2 separate regions of the Mus musculus genome follow, and region 2 is linked to region 1. A link is a contact called in public Hi-C data. All regions are on one chromosome and are shown on one strand. The core of a region is the stretch at or near the end of the contact, and the rest is flanking DNA. Distances in the headings are between cores, read along the strand shown.

What was found. A called contact is a pair of places that touch in the nucleus more often than the background predicts.
Region 2: a contact with region 1 is called in a Hi-C map of CD8 T cells, with 4 times the contacts expected there. The contact joins the promoter of Tpmt here to the promoter of A730081D07Rik in region 1. A contact is called at or near these places in 2 of 484 Hi-C or Micro-C datasets (CD4 T cells and CD8 T cells).

What each region holds. Positions count from the first base shown.
Region 1 is chr13:40,999,519-41,003,066 of GRCm38.p6, reverse strand. It overlaps A730081D07Rik (RIKEN cDNA A730081D07 gene), which reads left to right and starts at 1,921. Exons shown (of 5, transcript NR_155347.1): 1 at 1,921-2,001. It overlaps Pak1ip1 (PAK1 interacting protein 1), which reads right to left and starts at 2,057. Exons shown (of 10, transcript NM_026550.3): 1 at 1,654-2,057. The coding sequence starts at 1,737.
Region 2 is chr13:47,041,075-47,044,607 of GRCm38.p6, reverse strand. It overlaps Tpmt (thiopurine methyltransferase), which reads left to right and starts at 1,391. Exons shown (of 9, transcript NM_016785.2): 1 at 1,391-1,504; 2 at 3,029-3,209. The coding sequence starts at 3,085. It overlaps Kdm1b (lysine (K)-specific demethylase 1B), which reads right to left and starts at 1,109. Exons shown (of 21, transcript NM_172262.3): 1 at 938-1,109.

The DNA of each region.
Region 1 (3,548 bases), core at 672-3,171:
CTGGTCTCTTCTGGTGTGTCTGTAAACATCTACAGTGTACTTATGTATATGGAAGGGAAGGAAGGAGGGAAGGAGGGAGGGAGGGAAGGAGGGAGGGAGGGAGGGAGGGAGGGAGGGAGGGAGGGAGGGAGGGAGAAACCAAGAAAGAAAGAAAGAGAGAGAGAGAGAGAGAGAGAGAGAAAGAAAGAAAGAGGGAGGGAGGGAGAAACCCAACCACAACAGGCACTAAGGAATTTTCGACAAAACAGATCAGTAAGTGATAAGTAGAACTGTTCAAGAAATAATCATTCTTTTTTGTTTTTCAAGACAGAATTTCTCTGTGTAAACCAGGCTGTCCTGGAACTCAGAGATCCGCCTACCTCTGCCTCCTGAGTGCTGGGATTACGGGTGGGGCCACTGCCCTGATAGATGACACTTCTAATCCCCTTTACTGTCTGACTACTATGTTGGCAATTACCTGTATCTTCTTGCCATACCAGACAAAAATAAATTTCATACTGTGCTACACTTAACCTCCATGTGTTTCTCTCTTCGCTTGTTCACCATCCCTTCAACCAAGAAGGCCACAACAGCAGGGCTCACACCTCTGGCACCTTTCGCCCTACCCACAGTAGGTGGACGATAAACAGTGAATCTGCATCACTTTCTTCATCCCAGGCCAGCTGTAGTAGTTCTTTTGTGTATAATGTATTTTTATTTTATGTAGATTGGTGTTTTGACTGTATGTATGCCTGTAGGAGGATATTAGATCCCTTCGAACAGGAGTTAACAAACAGTTGTGAGCTGCCGTGTAGGTGCTGGGAACTGAACCAGGACCCTCTGGAAGAACAGCCAGTGCTCTTAACCGCTAAGCCATGTCTCCAGTCCAGCCAGCGCTCTTAACCGCTGAGTCATGTCTCCAGTCCTATAGTAGTTTGTTAATCAGGACAGAAACTCAGTGAAAGGTGAAGTTATTTTTACATTAGAACTTTAAGAACTACAATCATTGTCAGCTTAAATGCACACCTTATTTTTTCATGCCTTAGGAATGCTTTAAGGTTTTTCTTAACCTTTTAAATTATCAGATAATAACTGTATATATTTATGGAGCACAATGGGATATTTGAATGCATACATAGATCAGATATGAAAAAGGCAACCCCTTTTGAGCTGGTTCAAAATACGCTGTAGTAGCTAGTTTAAAATACACAATTAATGCTGTCAACTATAGTTACCTTTCAAGGAAAAAAAAAGCAATCAGTCATTCCTCCCATCAAACTTCATTTCTGCAAGCATTAGCCCTCCTCTCTCCGTCACCTCCCTACGTTGGCCCCAACCACTTCTGGCAGCCATTCATCCACTCCCGACAGAGATGAACATTCCTCGTTACCTACTGTAGACATTTTATCTACTATAGCAAGTAAATATTATTTCAATTCTGAGAAGCCTCTACTCTGTAAAGAGCAGGATCTTTCCACACAAGCTCTGAGCTCACTCTCCTCCTGCCTCAACCTCTCGAGAGCTGGGATTAGCTGCATAAACCTGTCCGTTTTCCAACAAAGTCCGCCATCCAAGACCCATAGAGAACCAGCGATAAATAACAACCTCCACGGTCCTGCCCCGGAAGGACCAGCCCGCCTGTCCCCCGCAGCCCCGGGGCTCGCGCTGCCTCACCTCCTGATGGCCACTCTTCGCGGGCCCGCGCTGTACCGTGAACCCAAACAGGACCTGCTCGTAGCTGCCGGCGACCAGCTCCATTCCGCAGCACTCGTGCCGGGCAAGAGACGCCGGCGTGGAGACCCGATGGCTGCGGAGGCTGGCCCTTCCCTTCCTCAGCCGGCGCGCGAGTTATACGTCACCGCCCGGGGGCACCTTTTAGGCGCCTGCAAATGGCAATAACGGAGGACGCGCTCCGTCCTCCGTTACGTGGGACGTCACGTGACCCTTCTGCGACGAGCTTAAGGAAGGAAGCCGCGGGAGGAGGCTCTCAGAGCAGAGAGAAAGAAAAGTTGTGTCAAGCAGGCAAGTCCTGGGAAGCCGTGGGCTCCGCCGGCCTTGGGAAATGGGAGGGAACTTCTCCCCGGAAGCCCCAACTTCCGGCGCGCCTAAGGAAGGGGCGGGCCCACTTCCGGCTCCGGTGGCCAGCGGTTGTCTAGACAACCCTTGTAGTTCCTGGAGGGTTGCTGTGATTTGGGGATCCGGAATGCATTTCCTCCATTTATGATTTTCTTTTCTTGTTTTGTTTTGTTTTGTTTTGAAGACAGGCTTTCACTGTGTAGCCCTGACAGTCCTGGAACTCACTCTGTAGACCAGGCTGGCCTCGAACTCAGAGCTCCGCCTGCCTCTGCCTCCCGGGTGCTGGGATTAACTATGATTTTCTTATTTGCAGCCAGTCTCACTTCGTCGCCCAGCCTGGCGCCTCCTTGCACCCGTTTTCCTCCTGCAGCTTCCCCATGGCTCGGATCACAAGCAAAGGGTTTTGTTTTCGTGCCGAGAGAGAGCAGATTAGGGTCGGCCCGGGGACGGTCAGGGCTCGCGGGACCCGGAGTTGGCAGTGTCCCCTCGCTGGATTGCGAGCCCGGGCCTGCCAGTCCGTGTCCCGCCTGCAGGCAAGCCGTCCATCTCCTCAGCTTTTCTTGCCTACTGGCTTCTTGTATCTAATCAGACTGGCCATGTGCTGACCTATGGTACAGGAAAAAAGATTTGTCTTGAGGGAGGAGGACAGTGGCTACATCTCTACCCGAGTTAAGGGACAAAGTGCAGGGCTGGAGAGATAGCTAGGCGGTTGAGAGCACTGTCTGCTCTTCCAGAGGTCCTGAGTTCATTTCCCAGCAACCACATGGTGGCTCACAAACATCTGTGATGGGGTCTAGTGCCCTCTTCTGGTGTGTCTGAAGGAAGCAATGGTGGTGTACTCCTATGCATAAAGATAAATAAATAAATCTTTAAGGGGGGGAGGTGCAGAGGTTAATGAAAGCAATAATATCCTTTTTTCCTTTCTCTTTAGGCGGGGTCAGGGATGAGTGCATATGTCAAAGCGGGTGGGTTGGTGCTTATGTCAGATCTTCACACAGGCCTGTGAATTAATGGAGTTCTTAAGTGCTTAGACATTGTTTCCAAACACTTGTTCTCTAAGGCTGCAAATTGTCGACACAGCCTCTTTTGCTTGAGTATAGGGGGAAGTAATTAATTTGACTTTGGGTGTTTTGATGATTTTTCAATTGTGTAAAGGCTCTTCCAGTTTGGGCTATTCCACTTGCAACCCTTGTGTTACTTAATTTATCTCCAGGTATTGCTAAGTTGTCCTGAGCATGTTAATCATTTTCACCAGAGAACCACTAAAGTTGGAACATGTCTCCTTAGCTTGGAACAAAGTGAAAAGTCTCATCTTGTCCATACATGGTGTGTTACAGTTTACATTGGGTCATACTCATTTTAATGCAATAGTAATCATATCAAAAAAAATGGGGGTGGGGGATGAGTAAAACTGCTTCAGAACCCTGTGGTTTATTTACCCTATTGTTCCTGGAAGCGCCTCGCCCCCTTATTACCACCAGGGAAATACCAGC
Region 2 (3,533 bases), core at 142-2,641, 6.0 Mb before region 1:
AAGGTATCCGCTACACCAGCGAACCTGACGGCGCCTCGCTGCCCAAGGTGGGGATCGCAACCTGGGATCCCTCCTCCTGGCCGCGGTGCTCCCACTGCCCCACACAGGAGCCCAGCGTGGGGTTTCTCCTCACCACCACAGAGCGGGAAGGGAAGCCTGGGCCCCTCCTACCAAGCTTTGGGGATTCCCGACCACCCTGAGTGGGGAAGGCAGTCTGGTGTCCCCCCTCCTGGCTGCGGGGTTTCCACGTCCCTGGTGGGAGCACAGTATAGGGTCCCTCCTTTTGGCTACGGGGTTCCCTGGTCCGCAAGTGGGACCGCAGCCTAGGGTCTCTCTTCGCGACTGGCGGGGGGTGGTTTCCACGGCCCCGAGTGGGAGCCCAGAGTGGGGTTCCCTCCTTTGGGCTAAGAGATTCCTACAGTGGGGTAACTCCTCTACGTTAAGGGGCTCCTACAGCTCCGGGTGGGAGCAGAGAAAGGGGTCCTGCCTCCATGTAGATGGGTTCCCTACAGCGCTGGGTGGAATCCCAGAGTAAGACCCCTCCTCCAGGCTGCGGGGTTCCCATAGCCCAGAGTGGAAATCCAGACTGGGGTCCTGTCCACCCGGTCCGCAGCTGGTGCCGGCGCCAGAGTGCCAGGTGCAGCCGCCGCCCAACTCACCTCCGCCCGGCCGAGGCGCAAGCAGCTCCCTGCAGGGTTCCAAGAGAGCGACGAGTGGGAAAGCCCGCGGCGCCGCAACCCCGCAGCCCAGCGCGGGAAGCCCCGGCTTGCACAGGGTCCCCCACGCCACCCCTTCCAAACGCGGGACGCCGGGGAGCCCCGGGGAACGCGCGCGCCTCCAGACCAGGCTCAACACACAGCCGGCCGCTTTGTGCGGAGCTGTCACCCGAAGCCCGCCGCCACCCCCAAGCGCGCCCGCGTGAGGCTCGAGTCCCTACCTCAGAGCGCTGGCCAGGGGGCGAATGCTGCCCTGGGCTGCACCGGGCTGCACCGGACGGCCTGATCCGCACTGCCAGCTGCAGCAGCTCGGCCGCCGCCGCTTCCGCCCCTATCACGCCGTGACCCGGAGTGGGAGGAGCGCACAGGCCCAGGGAGCAGGAGGGTCCCGGCGCTCGCCCCGCCCCGATGATTTCCGCCACTGCGCAATCTCGGCAGCTGCTAAGGGCGGGGCCCTACGCGTTCTGGGCGGAGACCTTGCTTCGGGGCGGGGCTTAGGTTTGAAGGTGGGGCCTGGGCGGCCTGGGTGGGGTCACAGGGTCCTGGGAGGGGCCTGCGCGCCCTGGGCGTGGTCTGCACGCTGGGCGGAGCCTGCGTGTCCTGGGCAGAGTTCTCACGCCCCGGGCAGGGCCTATAGGACCGGAGCCTGGATAATCTTTTCCGGGGTGGGATCAGACCACATTGGGCGGGGCCTTCGCCCCTGGGGCGGGGCCTGTGAGTCCTTGCACAGCTCCCGGCTTACAAAGGCGGGCTAGTGTCTGAGAGGTAAGCAGCTAGCTGCAGCCAAGGTAAGTAAGTTCTCAACCGGTAGTAAAGGCGGTCATCTGCTAAGACTGTGTGAGCCTGTTACAGCGTTTTTTCAGAATGGGGCTCCCGAAAAGCATGGATGACCCAGCTACTTGAGTCCCGAAAAGGGGTTCCGATAACCGCAGCAAAAACTGGGAATAAATGATCAGACTAGAAATGCTTTGAGTCCGATGTATTAAGTAGCCCCTTGCTTAGTGGTGTGTTTCAGATAACAATGTCCACGTGTAAAATACTGAGCCATCCTGGAGATTTGTGGACTTCAGTGAAGTTAGCTTTTCAGTTTAATGAAATTCAAAAATAAAACTAAAGCAGAACCCAAGCATTGTTGTGTACGAGGAAGCTGAGGCAGGAGGATCAGGGCGAGCTAGAGGTCAGCCTGTACTATATAGTGAGTTCTAGATAGACCCTCTGTTAAAAATGAAAAAAAAAAATCCTAGGCAGAAAAAGATGTTTTTTAGGTAGGCATATTGGACGTAAACGTTTGTTAGTGGGAGTTATTGCGGATCTGTCTTTTCTCAACCTTGTACTTTGCACCTTTATTGTTTTTAGAATTTTTTTTTTTCTCAAAAAATGATCAGTGAGCACCACTCTGAGGCGCTGTTACAACAGCTAAGTGGTTGTGTTTAACAGCCCCAGCTTCGGTGAGGTAGAGCTGGGTGGGCTAAAGATCTTTCTTCTGTGTTCAGGAGAGCCCTTGTTTCTGTAGGGCACCTTTGGGCATCACAGCTTCTGATAGAGAGTGGAGATGGGAGGAGAGCGATTCTCTTGCTTTTCTGTATCCACAATAATCCCATACTTCCCTCCGACCTCTCAGAATGCTGGACTCTGCCCCCTGACATGAGCATCAGGGAAAAGCCTTTTGTTAGCAAATACTTGGCTGTGAAGTGCATTTCCGTTCCCAGAGTTGATGGGGATGGTCCTTCTTTAATCCTAAGCACAGAAGCTAAATCATGCAACAACAGGACATTTCCTTACATTACTGCCTTTGTGACATGTTTGCTGGTTCACAGATTCAAGACATATGATCACCAATGATTTAAAGGGCAGGTTGGAACTGTGGAATTTTTTTTTAGTTTTTTTTTTTTTTTCCTTATATGAACGAATGTCTTGCCTGTATTGGATCCACTGCAACGGGGTTACAGACAGCCACGAGACACCTTGTGGTTTCTGGGAATTGCACTGGGTTCTTTTCAAGAACAACAAGTACTCTTAACTACTGCTGGGATTGAAGGCATGCTGCCATTCATATCTTATTTGTTTTTGAGAGAGTCCTGCTACGTAGCCCTGGATGGCCTGGAATCTACTATATAGATCATGTCGGCCTGGAATTTGCAATAACCCTCTTGCCTCTATCTCCCAAGTACTGGGGGCATGTGACGACTCTCCTGTCTTTAATGCTGATATGTGTTTTTAAAGCTATTGCCCTAGGTAGAGGGTTTTGTAGCGTTCATTAATAGAATCACAATGTTCCTGAATGACATCATTGTAGATGTCTTTCCACTTAGGCACTGGAGACACCAACCTCAGAGACAAAAATTGTCTACAACCCGTGGATGGTACCATGTCCCTTGATATGAAAGAGCACCCTGATGCTGAGGTACAAAAGAACCAAGTACTAACCCTGGAAGACTGGAAAGAGAAGTGGGTGACCCGTCACATCTCATTCCATCAGGAGCAAGGGCATCAGTAAGACATGTTTGGTCTCTGGCAGAGAAATGCTTTAATCAGAAACTGACTCTAGCGGGTGTGTACCTTGGTGGGTAGAGAGACCTTAGCATGAAGGAAGGTCTTGGTTTGTTCTGCAACACTGAACAAAACTGGGCGCAGTGGCATATGCATGTAATATCAGCGTTTGAGAGATGGAAACAAAAGCATTAGAAATTGAAGCTGCATAAGTGAGTTTGAGGCCAGTGCTAAGCTCCAGGGAGAGAGAGAGGAAAGAAGAAAAAAGAAACTGACTTTGAAATAAAAGTAACACACAAATACATTATTGCATTTCTTTTCAGACAC